Linked DNA regions of Mus musculus: regions 2 and 3 are each linked to region 1. The links are chromatin contacts, called in public ChIA-PET and Hi-C maps. All regions are on one chromosome and are shown on one strand. The core of a region is the stretch at or near the end of the contact, and the rest is flanking DNA. Distances in the headings are between cores, read along the strand shown. Region 1 overlaps Nrp1 (neuropilin 1). Region 2 has its middle 33 kb from the start of Gm32590. Region 3 has its middle 160 kb from the start of Gm32590.

Region 1 (4,173 bases), core at 998-3,497:
GGGCTGGGATCTGGATTGTAGAATTCAGTGCTGACAATTCACCTTGGATATGAAGGTGACCAATCATCCAAAGTATCAACAGACATTTGTAGAGGGAAAAACAAACAAATAAAACCAAAAACAAACAAAAAACAAAAAGCCAAAAAGCTGCATAAGGATCAGGAAAGAAGAAGAAAAAGACAGAGAAAGAAGAGAAGAAAGTTGAGTAGAGGAAAGATATGAAGATGCAGGGACCCTGATGGCTAAGCTTTTAAATTATTACTCAGGCCCTGGAGTTGTGCACAGTTCTCATTAAATTCAATAGTAATAATTGGACTAAATCCCTTCTTAAAAATAGCAGGAAACAATATTCTGAACTTAAAACAAATTTATGGCCTCTGTGAGCAAATGCCAGCTGTGCTGCTGAAAGGATCTTGCCTGCAGTTGGGTCATTAAGCACAGGATGTGAGCAAGGATTTAATTTTCAAGTCGAGGTTCCTATCTAGTATGATCACTGCTTGGTTATCAGCTGGTCCTAAAGTCCAAGCAAGAGGGATATGGAAGCCCACACAATCATAAGTCACCAACATACTGTGAGCTGCTGTGAGGATGTGGAAAGACCCTCAGAGGGTCAAAGTCCTTTGTAAAGAGAACTGCATTAAACAGAGGGGTCTGTCCAAGCATGAATACCCTTTTATGCCTCTAATGACAGCAACCTAGGCAGTATATGGATATTGTATTCCTGCTGAGTTTCTTGTATTGATCAGAATCCTCAAGATAAATTTCTCTCCTCTATGTGTGTGTGTGTGTATGCACATGTTCATGTATGTGTGTATATCTATGTGTAAGTCAGAGGTCAATTTCAAATGTTATTCTTCAGGCACCATCCATCTTGTGTTTTGTGATTGGCTCTCACTGGGGCCTGGAACTTGCCATGTAGGCCAAGCCTGCTAGTCAGTGAGCCATGGCGATCTGCCTGTCTCTATCTCTGAGCATGCTCCATATACTCTGCTTTTGTGTGGATTCTGATGATGGAACTCAGGAATTCATGCTTGCACAGCAGGGGTAAGTGCTTGCATACACTTACTGAGATACCCACTCAGTTCTTAAAACAGAATCTTAAGATTTTGCTTAGTTTGTAACTGCTCAGGTAAACAGAATTTTGATGAAGACATAGGGTCTGTCTGAGGCCATCTGTGAAGTGTGAGAGGCCTGTAATGCATCAAGTTTTAGGTGTGGTCAGCCTCACCTTGAGCTAGACCTCTGTCTGGAAGCACATTCCATCTCTGTGAGGCCCATGCAGTGACCTAACCAGAAGGTTGCAGTGAACAGATAGCTTTTAAAGGTCAACAGTTCATGACCCTCCAGTGAGGAGCTGAAGACCAGATTTATAACTCAGACAATGGAATAAACAGGAAACCATATAGACATTGTCTATCTCTATGATCAGCCAGGCTGTTAGAACCAGTCTTTGTCTAGATGGTGGTAGTAACAAATCTTATGGATTCATGCGCTGTACACCTGCCCTCTGACTTTGGTGAATGCTAAGATTGGGCTGACAGCCCCTTGTTTATAAGACCTTCACAAGCATGACCAAGAGGTCCTGTTGAAAGCAAATGTGTTATCAAAACCTCTCCTGGTGTGGTCACCATGACTCTCACTTTCATGCTTTTTGAAGATAGCCATGCTCGTTTAATAGAGGAGATGAGAGACTAACGAAGCAGTAGAGAGACTACTTCAGGGTGCTTCTAATCACTTCTGGCAAGAAAAGAAACTAGATGAGCAACTAAAATGTACATGGCGTCATCACAACTTCATATACTCCCTTCATCCTCTTCTGATAGAGGGCCAAAGACAGTATATTGAGAGTCATAGTCCTACAGCTTCACCCCCACAGAGAAGCCCCATTTGCAGACCAGGGCCGTCCTCCTGGTAACAGACAGGGAAGAGTAAAATATCTGCAGACAGACACTGTGACTAAAGTCAAATTACAACAGGTATGAGCAGGAACACAGCATTTGGGGGATTTCCTTTGCCTAACGTCTGAGGGGTTTGGGATGCGGGAGCAAGCGTTTTGTCAGCTGAACTCCTGAAAACTGGGGGAAAGTTCCAAAGAAGTTTGTCTTACAGTTTAATTAGGTCAATGGTAACAGTGGCCTTTAAGGAAGCATGCTAATTAGGGAAGTCCTTTCTAGTCCTCTGTGAGGCAGTCAGTGTGGAGGAAACACCGATACACACCACACGGTCCATTAATAAATGACTGCAGAGGCCAAGGCTGAGTGAACTTCAATAAAGGAAATGGAAGAATCTGGGAAGCTGACCCTCTCACCTTCCTCTAATGATTAACTCTAAAGTATTTAAAAAAAAAAAAAAAACCTCTGGTTGCTTATACAACTGCTTCCCTTCATGTGAGTCTGTGGGGAAGAATGTCACAGAATACTAACAGAAAACAAAAGAGGGCAGCCTTTGATAACCCGCACGCACGGTTGGGCGGACAGAGTCCTTGGGTTTTCCTCTGAGCTAAAGGATAAGGGGGATGCTCCCAGGGTGTTTCTCAGCCCGGGCACAGTGTAAACCTTGGTTTCCTGAGCCAGTCTTGTGGTAAGTGCTGTTGTAAAACTGCCAACTCTGTGGCAGGCACAACAGACAAACTTTGCGCTTCTTGATTTTGCAGAATGGTGATGAAAATAAATAGTTAGGCTGTGGCTTGTGAGATTTCTTTCCTTCTTCTAGTTTGCAAACACAGGCCACATCAGAGCTGTGCTGTAATTAAACAAAGTATGTCTCTCAATTCCCTGGGGGGAGGGGGGTAGCTGGGACATGTCATTCAGCAATGACTGATGAGGAAGGGAACCCTGTTCATTGGGGCTTACTGGGTACCAAAAGCATGTGGCTTTTACAGCTTTGCTGTTCTCCTAGGCCTTTAGAGCAACTGAAGCCAGGAAGCTCAGTGATGCTATTTTGGTAAGTGGGATTGGAAGGGGTACATGGAATATAGACACATTAGATTTTGATACCTGATTGGATGGTGCTGTCTATAATGGTTGGCTTCTCTGTGGCCAGGACAGTGGTGCCTCCTGAAAAATAAGAGCAGCGGCATACCAAAATAAGAAAACAGAGGCAGTGTGCAACAATGTTTCAAGCTCACATCTCTAGACATTTCTCACAGAAAACTCTTACTTTAGTTCCTTCCAGGACCAATCACATTTGACTGAATCTTAGTCTATCTAATTCAAACAACATTACCATAAGATTGTTTTAATTTTATGCATGCTATGTTTTGTGTATGTTTACATGTGTGTGAAGATTTGCATTAAGTGTGCAGGAGCATGTGCATGTGGATGTTAGAAGATAATCTGCGGTGTCATGTCAGAAATATCACTTGGCTCCTTTGAAACAGGGTTACACAAGTAGGCTAGATTGGCTGGCTAGTGAGTCCCAGGGACCCATTATCTACCTACAAGCTTGTACTATACTCAGCTTTGTGTGTGTGTGTGTGTGTGTGTGTGTGTGTGTGTGTGTGTGTGTGTATTCTAGGGGCTGACTTCAGGTCCTTAGGCTTGACAGGAAGCCCCTTATCAACTGATCCATAGTCCCAACTCTAACAGCTTTACTTAAAAAAAAAAAAAACCTTACACATTTGCTTTACAATTTTTTAAATGAACAAATAAAGATTTTCTCTATGTTGTACAATATCACACATACACACTAATGTGCTAATTAGCAAATGCATTACCTGCACCTCTCTTCTTTACTGGTTATGGTAGTGAAAACTCTCATAGTGATTTTCAAGTATGCCTTATATCCTAGCATGTTTTATCATAAAGCATCCAGAAGGCATGAGGAGTTGGGGACTTTATGCTAGGGCTAAATGCAGCATTCTGTTTCAACAGTGAAATGCCAGGGCTCTACCCTTCTCACTGACTTAAGTATTAAACTTGACCTATACCTTGAAGCATCCAATAGTTTCTAGAGTTTGAAAAGTGTGCCTTCAGGGAAGTCATGAGGTCAGTCCCCATGAGGTATTTTTAAAACTGAAGGTTTAAAATGGATGGCCATGGTTCTTCCTGCTTCATTCTTTCCTATGGCATAGCTGTTTATTTTTTTCCAAGAACAAATATTCTGCTCAGAATGTTTTGGAGAAGTGGTGGAAGGTATCTGAAGGCAAAGGGGATAAACACTTTGTCCCAATCC
Region 2 (4,173 bases), core at 969-3,468, 650 kb after region 1:
ACCACAAAAGTCAGCAGTTGTGCTGTCAGGTAGGTCCTCGAGACTAGATGAAGTTGAGACAGAAACAGATAAATACAAGGCCAAAATAATCAAAATCAACCTTCTTCCTTCTCCTCCTCCTCCTCCTCCTCTTCTTTTTGCTTTCTTCTTCTTCTTCTTCTTCTTCTTCTTCTTCTTCTTCTTCTTCTTCTTCTTCTTCTTCTTCTTCTTCTTCTTTTCTTCTCCCTCTCCCTATCCCTTTCTCCTGACCCTTCTCTTTATCTTCCTCCTCCATCCCCTCCTTTCCTTCCTCCTCCTTTTAAAAAATTTTTTGAAACTTAATCTGGGCACAATGATTAATGTCCATCATTTCAGCAGTTACTTAGGAGACTGAGACCAGACCATTGTTGAGAGCCAGTGGTTCAAAATCAGCCAGGTGATATAACTCTACTGTCTTAAAAACAAAAATAAACAAAGCATACTGAGTATTCAGCGTTTTCTCTTTAATACTATCATTTAACTTGGTGTCACAATCCTTAACTGGAGAAGCTGAGTTCAACTACTTGTTAGGGCAATTTGAAAAAGCCAAATTAGTAGTAAAAAAGGAGATTTATTCAACCCACTGACCTTCTCAAGTCCATTTTCAGAGTCTTGAAATGGCTTGAAAAGTTTAAAAAGAGTGACAGGAGTATGCACATCTAAGTAGGCTAAGCCAATGTGTGGTCCTCCCTACCATTGACCTATCATTGTGTGGGCTTTAGGCTCATCCTCTAAAGTGGCCTGAAAAGTTGTTAAAAACTCTATAATATCATTTTCTGGGAGACAAGCCCTTTCTCTGACTAGAGCCTTTTCCTCCTCCCAGCATGAGATTTCTAGGGAAATTCCCATTTCCTTGGACCATTGTTTCAGCAGTCTGGCAGTTAGACTGAGACACAAATGTCTCTTTACAGTATCTTCATTTCTGCCAAGCCTGTTGCCCTTTGACTGAGGCTTTGTGGCTGTTATGAAAATGTAAAATATCTCAAGGACTTTGGGGAATTCTTTGTTTACACATCCTATCTTTGAGCAGAGCCCACAAACCCCCACTTTAATGATCTTCTCTTCTTTGAATGACACTGAGGAAGCTATGTGACAGGCAGGGCCAAGCTGGACCCACCTTGCTGTCTGCTCCTCTCACATGCTCTGTGACAGTCTCCTATGCCACTACCTCACATATTTACTGCACAGATCTGCAGCAGAACAAGGGGCTTTGCGGAAGACTATGTGCTTTGGGGCACAGATCTTTCCATGCCTGTATACTTCATGTGGTCGGACAAATCACCTTCCAGTACACTGTCAGTAGAGATCCAGGGCCATCGGTTCATTTGGAGATGTACATGCTCAGTTGCCCATTTCTTCAGCTGACTGCTATTCTGCCTCTTTTTTCCTGTAGTCTTCATATTCTTTCCCCTAGTCTTCCTGCACTATGCCAGCCCATGCTCTTGAGTAGGCAATTTGAAACACCAATGCATTTGAGGATAATTGGAATGTGATCCATTTGAGTTAAATTTTGTTTCTCTTAGAGGGGCTTAGCTGCTTAGATATTTTTCCCCTCTGATTCCTCTGCTGGGGCACTGGGACTAGCAGCTTCATCATCCATCATTAGCACACAGGCAATAAGAACTGGATCTTAGCATCTCTTCCTGCATCTTTCAGTTTATAACCTAACACTGAAAAAAAATTTAAAAGGCTTCAGTTTCACTCATTTGTTCCAGAAATGACTTTGCCACAGTCCTGAAAAGAAGTAGCTTAAAGAGGAAAAAAAAAATCATTTTGCTGAGATATGCTAATTCCAGATTTATCAGATAATAGAGAACTAGGTGGCTTTCCAACTCTGCCTGACAAATTTGTAAGTCAGTAGAAGGCTTGCCCATGTAATGCATATCAAAACTCAAATGCTGGGAGATCTTCTGTTCATTTTCAAAACAAAGACATCAGAAGACTTGGGGATGCACTTCAGGTTGTTTTCCAACCCAAACAACCCTTGGCTTTTTTTTTTTTTTCTTTCTCTCAGCAAAGCCTCTCTGGAGATGATCTGAGTTGAGTTGAAACATGTCATCTGAAATCACTTCTATGTAGAACCAGGATTGCTTTGCTCTGGGCAACATTCTTTCTGTGCTTCTCACTCACTATGTACAACACACTGTGGCTCACACCATGTTGAGACTGTGAGCTCCTCAGGGCAGGGCCACTACTGATTTCATTGTGTTCTTGGCAGCAGAAATCTTAGCACATCATGTTTTTGCTCATATTAGACACTCCTCCAGGCCAGGGCAGATGCAAGGGAGGCCCAGAGTCTTCTCTTACTAGCAAGAAGTCTACTGGGGAGGGAACCTGCTGCTTAGAAGTCTCCAGTTATAGCAAGTGAGGAGACAGCAGCCTGCTAATCATCTTCTAGATCTGCAATTATGTTTGGGATCCTCACCTTTATCTTTAAGCTTGGAGTCTATAAGGAAAATATGCCAACAATTGCTTCTGCCCTGGCAGATAGACTCAGATTCACACATTCACAAAACCCACTTGTTAAAGGCTTCCCATTAGAATTTTTAAATGTCAAATTCATTATAACTGGCAAGATCTCCATAATCTGAGTTTTGGGGTCCAAGTCTCTGAAACCTCCCCTTCCATTCCAGTGGTCAGTTTCTTTCTGACCATTGCTTATATCAAGTTCTTCCCAACCCAAGGGTTTTACTCGATAGTCTCTTTGCCTGGTAGACTCTTCATAGAGCTTTGCATGGCTCACTTTTTGGTCTTTTGTTCTCAATTCCCATACTTACCTGACCCTGAGCTCTGTCTTCCCTGGCATCACTTAATTACCCACGTGTTTATTTGTTCATTTATGCATTCACTTTCTTTATGTCGATGGCCCATATTAGGCTGAAACAGTAAGAGCCAGCACTGAGTCATACTCCTCAGATATTGCTTGCACATATGTGTAAGTGTGTACATGTGTGTGTTCTTCCCTTCTTATAACATCTGTCCCTGGACTTAAGATCACCCTAACCCTATATGGCACAATAATTTATAATATAGTTTATGACATCATCATAATTATGACCTCATTATAATTATGACCTCACCATAATTTATCACCATAATTCATGACCTCATTATAATTCATGACCTCATTCTGATCATAACCATATCATGAGTTTCAGACCACAGTGTAACTCATGATCTCATTGTGACTTTGTGACCTCATTGTGATTTCATGCCATTGTAATAATGACTTCATCACAATATATGACCTTCATTGTGACCTTATGACCTCATTGTAACTTTATGATGTCTTCATTTCCAACTGAGGCCATAGTATAAGGCACAGGTCTAAAGATATCATTTATAGGAAGGCAGACCAAGCCCATAGCCATAACTGATTATTTTAGTCACCAGGAACCACTGAGAAGAGAAACCAGACCTGTTGATGTGGTTTTGGATTTATGCCACATGGTGTCCTCATGGACACAACAAGCAAAGAGGTCTTTCCCTATGTTCTATATCATTCATTGTATTAGTTACTTTCTCATCCCTATGACAAAATACCTTCTAACTTCACACAATTCAGTTTCTCATGATGGAGAAGGCTTGATCCAGAAACAACATGGCCACAGAGAGATGGGGTAGAGCTCCCAGACGGGGCAGAGAAAGAAGACAGACAGAGCTAGGCCAGAAGCTGGGGCTACCCCCAGTGACCTATTTCCTCTAGCCAAGTTCCCGTGTCCCAGAGCTCTCATAACCTTGCAAAACAGCTCCACCAGCAGGAGACCAAATTTTAAAACATAAGAGCCCATGGGAGACATTTTAGATCCAGTAACATAACACTTACCAGCTTCAGCCCCTGGGATTCAGGAAGAACATGCAGTAAAGAGGTCTCCAAAGTAGTCAGTAAAGGTGCTGAGGAAGGGAAAGCAAGCATTTATGTGGGGAAAAACTGCATGGGGGTGTTAAAAAAAAAGTAGTGAATGCTTTGATTTGATGATTTTTAAATTTTATTTTTATCTTACATGTATAAGTGTTTTGTTTATAAACACTCATGCCTGCTGTCCATGGAGGCCAGAAGAGGGCATTAGACTTCTTGGAACAACAGTTACAGATGGTTGTGAGCCAAAATCACTCACTCTTTCTTTAAGTTACTTTTGTCAAGTTCTTTTTCGC
Region 3 (4,173 bases), core at 856-3,355, 530 kb after region 1:
CCTACTGTCTTCCCTTTCTATGTGAGTTTGTTACAGAGTTGCCATAGCTATTTACAACATAGACCAACAAAGCTCCATTGCTGAGAAAATACAGCTGTTTTTCCTCTGAAATCTTAGAGCAGGATAAGTACAAATAAGGACAAATCAAGTATAGATGAGCACTCCAGAGGGTAAGACCTGGATATGCTGAGTCATGCCTGGGCACTTGTCCCTGCTCTAAGTTCTATGGTGTTGAGAGTTTCTAGTGGAGGGACTCTGGCCAGCCTGAGTGTGGCAAACATGGCAAATTTGGCAAACATGGCACTAACAGGCCTTGCCCTTCTTCTCTATTCCCTCTGTCCTACTAAAAGCCAACTGATTACATTCTTAAAGCTAGCCGTGAAGGATTATACCTTCATTTGACCATTTCCTCCTGCTGAGGCTGACTACCCAGGTTCAGCTATCAAAGTATTGAAGTCCAACAATAAATGCCTCCGTTGTCTGCCCTAATTAGCATGCCTAATCAAAATTTAAAACCTTATTGTAACATGGGATTTCCTGTTGTACCTTTATAAGCCACCATTTGCTTACAGGCCAGGTCTGCCTCCTCTCTATCCAGAAGTCGTCCTTTGTTCTGACTCCAGGACAAATATCTCTGCCTCCTCTCCTTTGTCCCCTTTCCTTCTTCCCCATCCTTTATCTCCTGTCTCTGTCTCTTATTCCCTGCTTTTTGTCCTTCTGGGTCAAACAAATCCTCTTTGTGCTGAGAACTTGGTATGGGGGTTCCTGAGCCTCTACCAACCTTTACACTTTACACCAAGAGACAAAACTGAACAGACAGAGCACATAGAGCACACCTCTCCTACAGACCAGGCAGGTTCTCATGATGTAAACAGAGCTTGAGACGTGGCTTTACAGGAGCTTAGCAAGCTAAAACCTAGCACTGGTCATCTTAAGGACTCAAGGGTTAAGCACTCCACTCAGTTTCTAGGGACTCCTCAAATATTAACACCTCCTTCTCACTTCCCTGAAGGATGAACCCCACTCTGGAAAGACCTGACACTAATCATTGAGGATTGTTCCAGGATCCAGTGTTTATTAATATACCTTCCTCTTCAGTTCAAAATGTTTTTAATCTTGTAAATCAGTAACTAACCAAAGTGATTGCTGCTGATTTTAAATACTTCGTGTTGTTTTTAATGGGTTTTCCAGAGCTGGGATTTGATGAGCATACATGTAATAAAAACACATCCTCCTCCTATCACTTTTTTCCCTTAAATACATTTTCCGTGTACGATTTGGCAAAAAGACAGATACTCATAGAGTGAGTCCTTTTGCTGTTTATATCCCTCTTGGCAGAGCTCCAGTGAGCATTTAGTAATGTATTAATCTGTCCGAAGAGAGCTCTGCAGGCCATGGAGTTTCCCTGGTGCACCTGAAAACTCAACTGAATGCTTATAACCCTAGCTGAACCAGAATGTGTATTTTCAGTGTAAAGTGAGTTCACGGATCCGTATGGTCCCCTTCCACTTACTTACCAGTAAAGCTGAGGGTTTTGGTTTGGTTTGGTTTTTTTGATGTTGTTTTGGTTTTTTGGTTTGGTTTGGTTTGGTTTTCGGGGGTTTTGAATTTCTCAGCCCTGGATAGAGGGTCAGGGAGCCACTTGTCCTCTAGACACTACTGTAAATTCTCCTTTACTCACAATACATCTTAGCCACACCGGTCAGATTCACCCATGTATTTGTAAAATGAGCAAGGAAATGAAAATGGCCGGTGTGACAGTTATCTCTTCATGGGTGATGACTTCTAATAGAGGTGACAGGGACAATATAGACTAAAATTTCATAAGCTGAATGGGTTAGGCAAAACAAAAGAAAGAAATGAAATGAAAAGATGATAAGTTCTGGATATTTTTTAACAAGCAAATAAAAAAAACAATCATTTTATCTCTCTTTATTAGATTTGATGCAAGTCTAGGAAATGCTGCATGCTGTGTCTTGAATGTGAAGTATCCTCCAAAGAATGCTTGATCCCCAGCTTGAAGCACTGTTTTAGAAGGTCCTAGAAGCTTTAGGAGATAGAGCCTGGTTGGAGGAAGTGAGTCATTTGGGGGAGGGCTTGAGATCTTATCACCGAGCCCCACTTCCTGTCTGCTCTTTGTCTCCAGACCACAAACACAATCCAACTCAGTGAATTCACATCTTAGTGAGTTCAAAGCCAAAATAAACACAACCAGGATAAAGATGCATGGAGAAAGATTTCTTACCTACAGAGGCAAGGAATACTGAGAGTTCTTTCCAAAGCAATATTATGAACTGACTAAGCATGGCAATTTTCCTGGGGGTGGTGGTGCTGGTGGGCGTGGTGGGGGTGGTGGGGATGGTAGGGGTAGTGGGGGTGGTGGGAGTGGTGGGGTTGGTGGTGGTGGTTGTGTAGACATATTCATATAGAGATAGGCCATTCCTAAGCATGCTCAGTTTATAAGCATGTGCCTGGGCATGCCCAGTTTGTACTATGAAGTTTTATCTAAAATAAAGGTACAAAGGAGGCTACCTATGAAAAGTACCTGCCCTGCTTAATAACTGACATGAACGCAAAATGACCAACTAACTCAAATGCCTGGCTCCATCCCTTCCTTGCCATGAGGGAATGCATTATTACACCCAAGACCCCCAAATATCCTCTTCCCTTGACAGCTATTGGGCCACAACAAGGAAAGTGCCTAAGACATTATATGTTTAAAGTAACCTAATGGCTTTTCTCAGCATATGTATGTGTCATCCTCAGGTCTTCCAAGGAGAAGGGTCCTTCCTGCCTTGCTTGTTCTTGTGTCATAAGCTAACTATGTGAGGTGCCAGGTGTCAGTTACACAAAGGAAAAGGTGCTGGTGTCAGGCCTAGAGTGGAGCAATTGCTTCAAGGAGTTTGAAGATAACATTGTTGCCTTCCATGTACTCTTGCAGAATGGCCTGAATGTGCTCTGCTCAGGCAGACATAATTCCAAAAGCAATATCTACCGTTTGACGGCCTTGACATATCAGCAAAGTTAAACCTATGAATGAAAGCATTTGAAGTTAGATTTATGTGCATGTGAGCACATGCATGTTATGTGTGTGTGTATGCACATGTGTGGGCATGCTCAAGTATGTGTAAAGAATTTGCATACAAGCACAGTTATGTAATAAAGACCTGGTTTGGTTCAAAAAATATCTCCAAAGAAACTCCTGTGGATAGGATTTCCTTAAGGTGCACGTTACCTGTCAGAAAGTCTGTGCATCTGTATTGGCTTCCTCCCATTGGCTTTGTTTTATTCTTAGAAACCAAAGGTGTTTATCCTCAATGATCTTCAATGAAGCCTGAGGTTCAGCCCCTGTCTCCCCTCATTGCCTCTTCCTGAAGCACAGAAGCATTTTCTCAGAGCACACCAGGTGCCATTTTCATATTCTCAGACATACTTGAATGCATTAACACAAATGCTAAATCAAAACAAGGCAAATTCCTGATTGTTGCTGGGGATCCAGACCCAGACCTGACTCCTTCTGATTGCTCAGGAGTTATTTTCCCAGTCCCTGAGAAGGGACTGCCAATGTGAGGGTGACTTGTTCTCACTGTCCCTGAGGTGGGACAGCCAATGCTATTCTTGCCACCCCTGAGGCAGGAAAGCCAATGCTAGGGTTACTTGTTCTTGCCACCCCTGAGGTAGCACAGCCAATGCAAGGGTTGCCTGCCATTTTAGCTATTGGTTGATGTTCATTACACCATTATTTCCTCTGGCTTGTTAGATAATGACATATCCAATCACCAAATTCATGCCAGTCCCACCAGATATCACTCCAGCCAGGCCAGAGCCCCTTGGATCCCTGTGGATAGTGGTATGCAGATAGATAGATAGATAAATAGATAGATAGATAGATAGATAGATAGATAGATAGATAGATAGATAGATAGCACCTGAGGAATTACACCCAAAGTTGACCTCTGGCCTCCATATACACATATTTATCCAAATACATCCCCCCTCCCCACCCTACATGCCTGCTCCATAACACAGAATAAGAAAATGCACATGCTCACAACAACTGCATGATCCAGCTCGTTCCACCACCCTCAGCATTTGGAGGGTAGCATAGACAGTACCAGGGATCTCTGCTATCACAGGGAAAACAAAAACTTACTATCCAGGTACTGGAAGATT

Evidence for each region. A called contact is a pair of places that touch in the nucleus more often than the background predicts. ChIA-PET counts read pairs in DNA pulled down with a chosen protein or histone mark.
Region 2: a Hi-C map of uterus shows a contact between it and region 1, with 2.3 times the contacts expected there. The contact joins two enhancer-like sites. A contact is called at or near these places in 1 of 39 promoter capture datasets (the 3T3-L1 cell line), 15 of 484 Hi-C or Micro-C datasets (the AML12 cell line, Th2 cells, beige adipocytes and 9 more) and 6 of 115 datasets of contacts at active chromatin or transcription factors (T-cell acute lymphoblastic leukemia, bone marrow-derived dendritic cells, embryonic stem cells and 3 more).
Region 3: an RNA polymerase II ChIA-PET map of memory CD8 T cells shows a contact between it and region 1, with 12 times the contacts expected there. The contact joins two enhancer-like sites. A contact is called at or near these places in 5 of 484 Hi-C or Micro-C datasets (the C2C12 cell line, CD4 T cells, embryonic stem cells and 2 more) and 4 of 115 datasets of contacts at active chromatin or transcription factors (T-cell acute lymphoblastic leukemia, kidney, memory CD8 T cells and 1 more).

Annotation. Positions count from the first base shown.
Region 1 is chr8:128,486,780-128,490,952 of GRCm38.p6, reverse strand. Nrp1 (neuropilin 1) reads right to left here. Exons shown (of 17, transcript NM_008737.2): 12 at 2,997-3,056. Gm32643 (a long non-coding RNA gene) reads left to right here. Exons shown (of 7, transcript XR_003947627.1): 1 at 1-2,580. Among named protein-coding and RNA genes, the nearest start is that of Gm32643, 4.1 kb to the left of the region's middle. Within about 2 kb of position 2,247, at least 62 of the 459 cell types and tissues checked have an H3K27ac peak or open chromatin away from gene starts, as enhancers often do. A contact at or near this core is called in T-cell acute lymphoblastic leukemia, kidney, memory CD8 T cells and 2 more, where this site is marked.
Region 2 is chr8:127,836,581-127,840,753 of GRCm38.p6, reverse strand. No RefSeq gene overlaps it. Among named protein-coding and RNA genes, the nearest start is that of Gm32590, 33 kb to the right of the region's middle. Within about 2 kb of position 2,218, at least 11 of the 459 cell types and tissues checked have an H3K27ac peak or open chromatin away from gene starts, as enhancers often do. A contact at or near this core is called in uterus, where this site is marked.
Region 3 is chr8:127,960,988-127,965,160 of GRCm38.p6, reverse strand. No RefSeq gene overlaps it. Among named protein-coding and RNA genes, the nearest start is that of Gm32590, 160 kb to the right of the region's middle. Within about 2 kb of position 2,105, at least 56 of the 459 cell types and tissues checked have an H3K27ac peak or open chromatin away from gene starts, as enhancers often do. A contact at or near this core is called in T-cell acute lymphoblastic leukemia, kidney, memory CD8 T cells and 1 more, where this site is marked.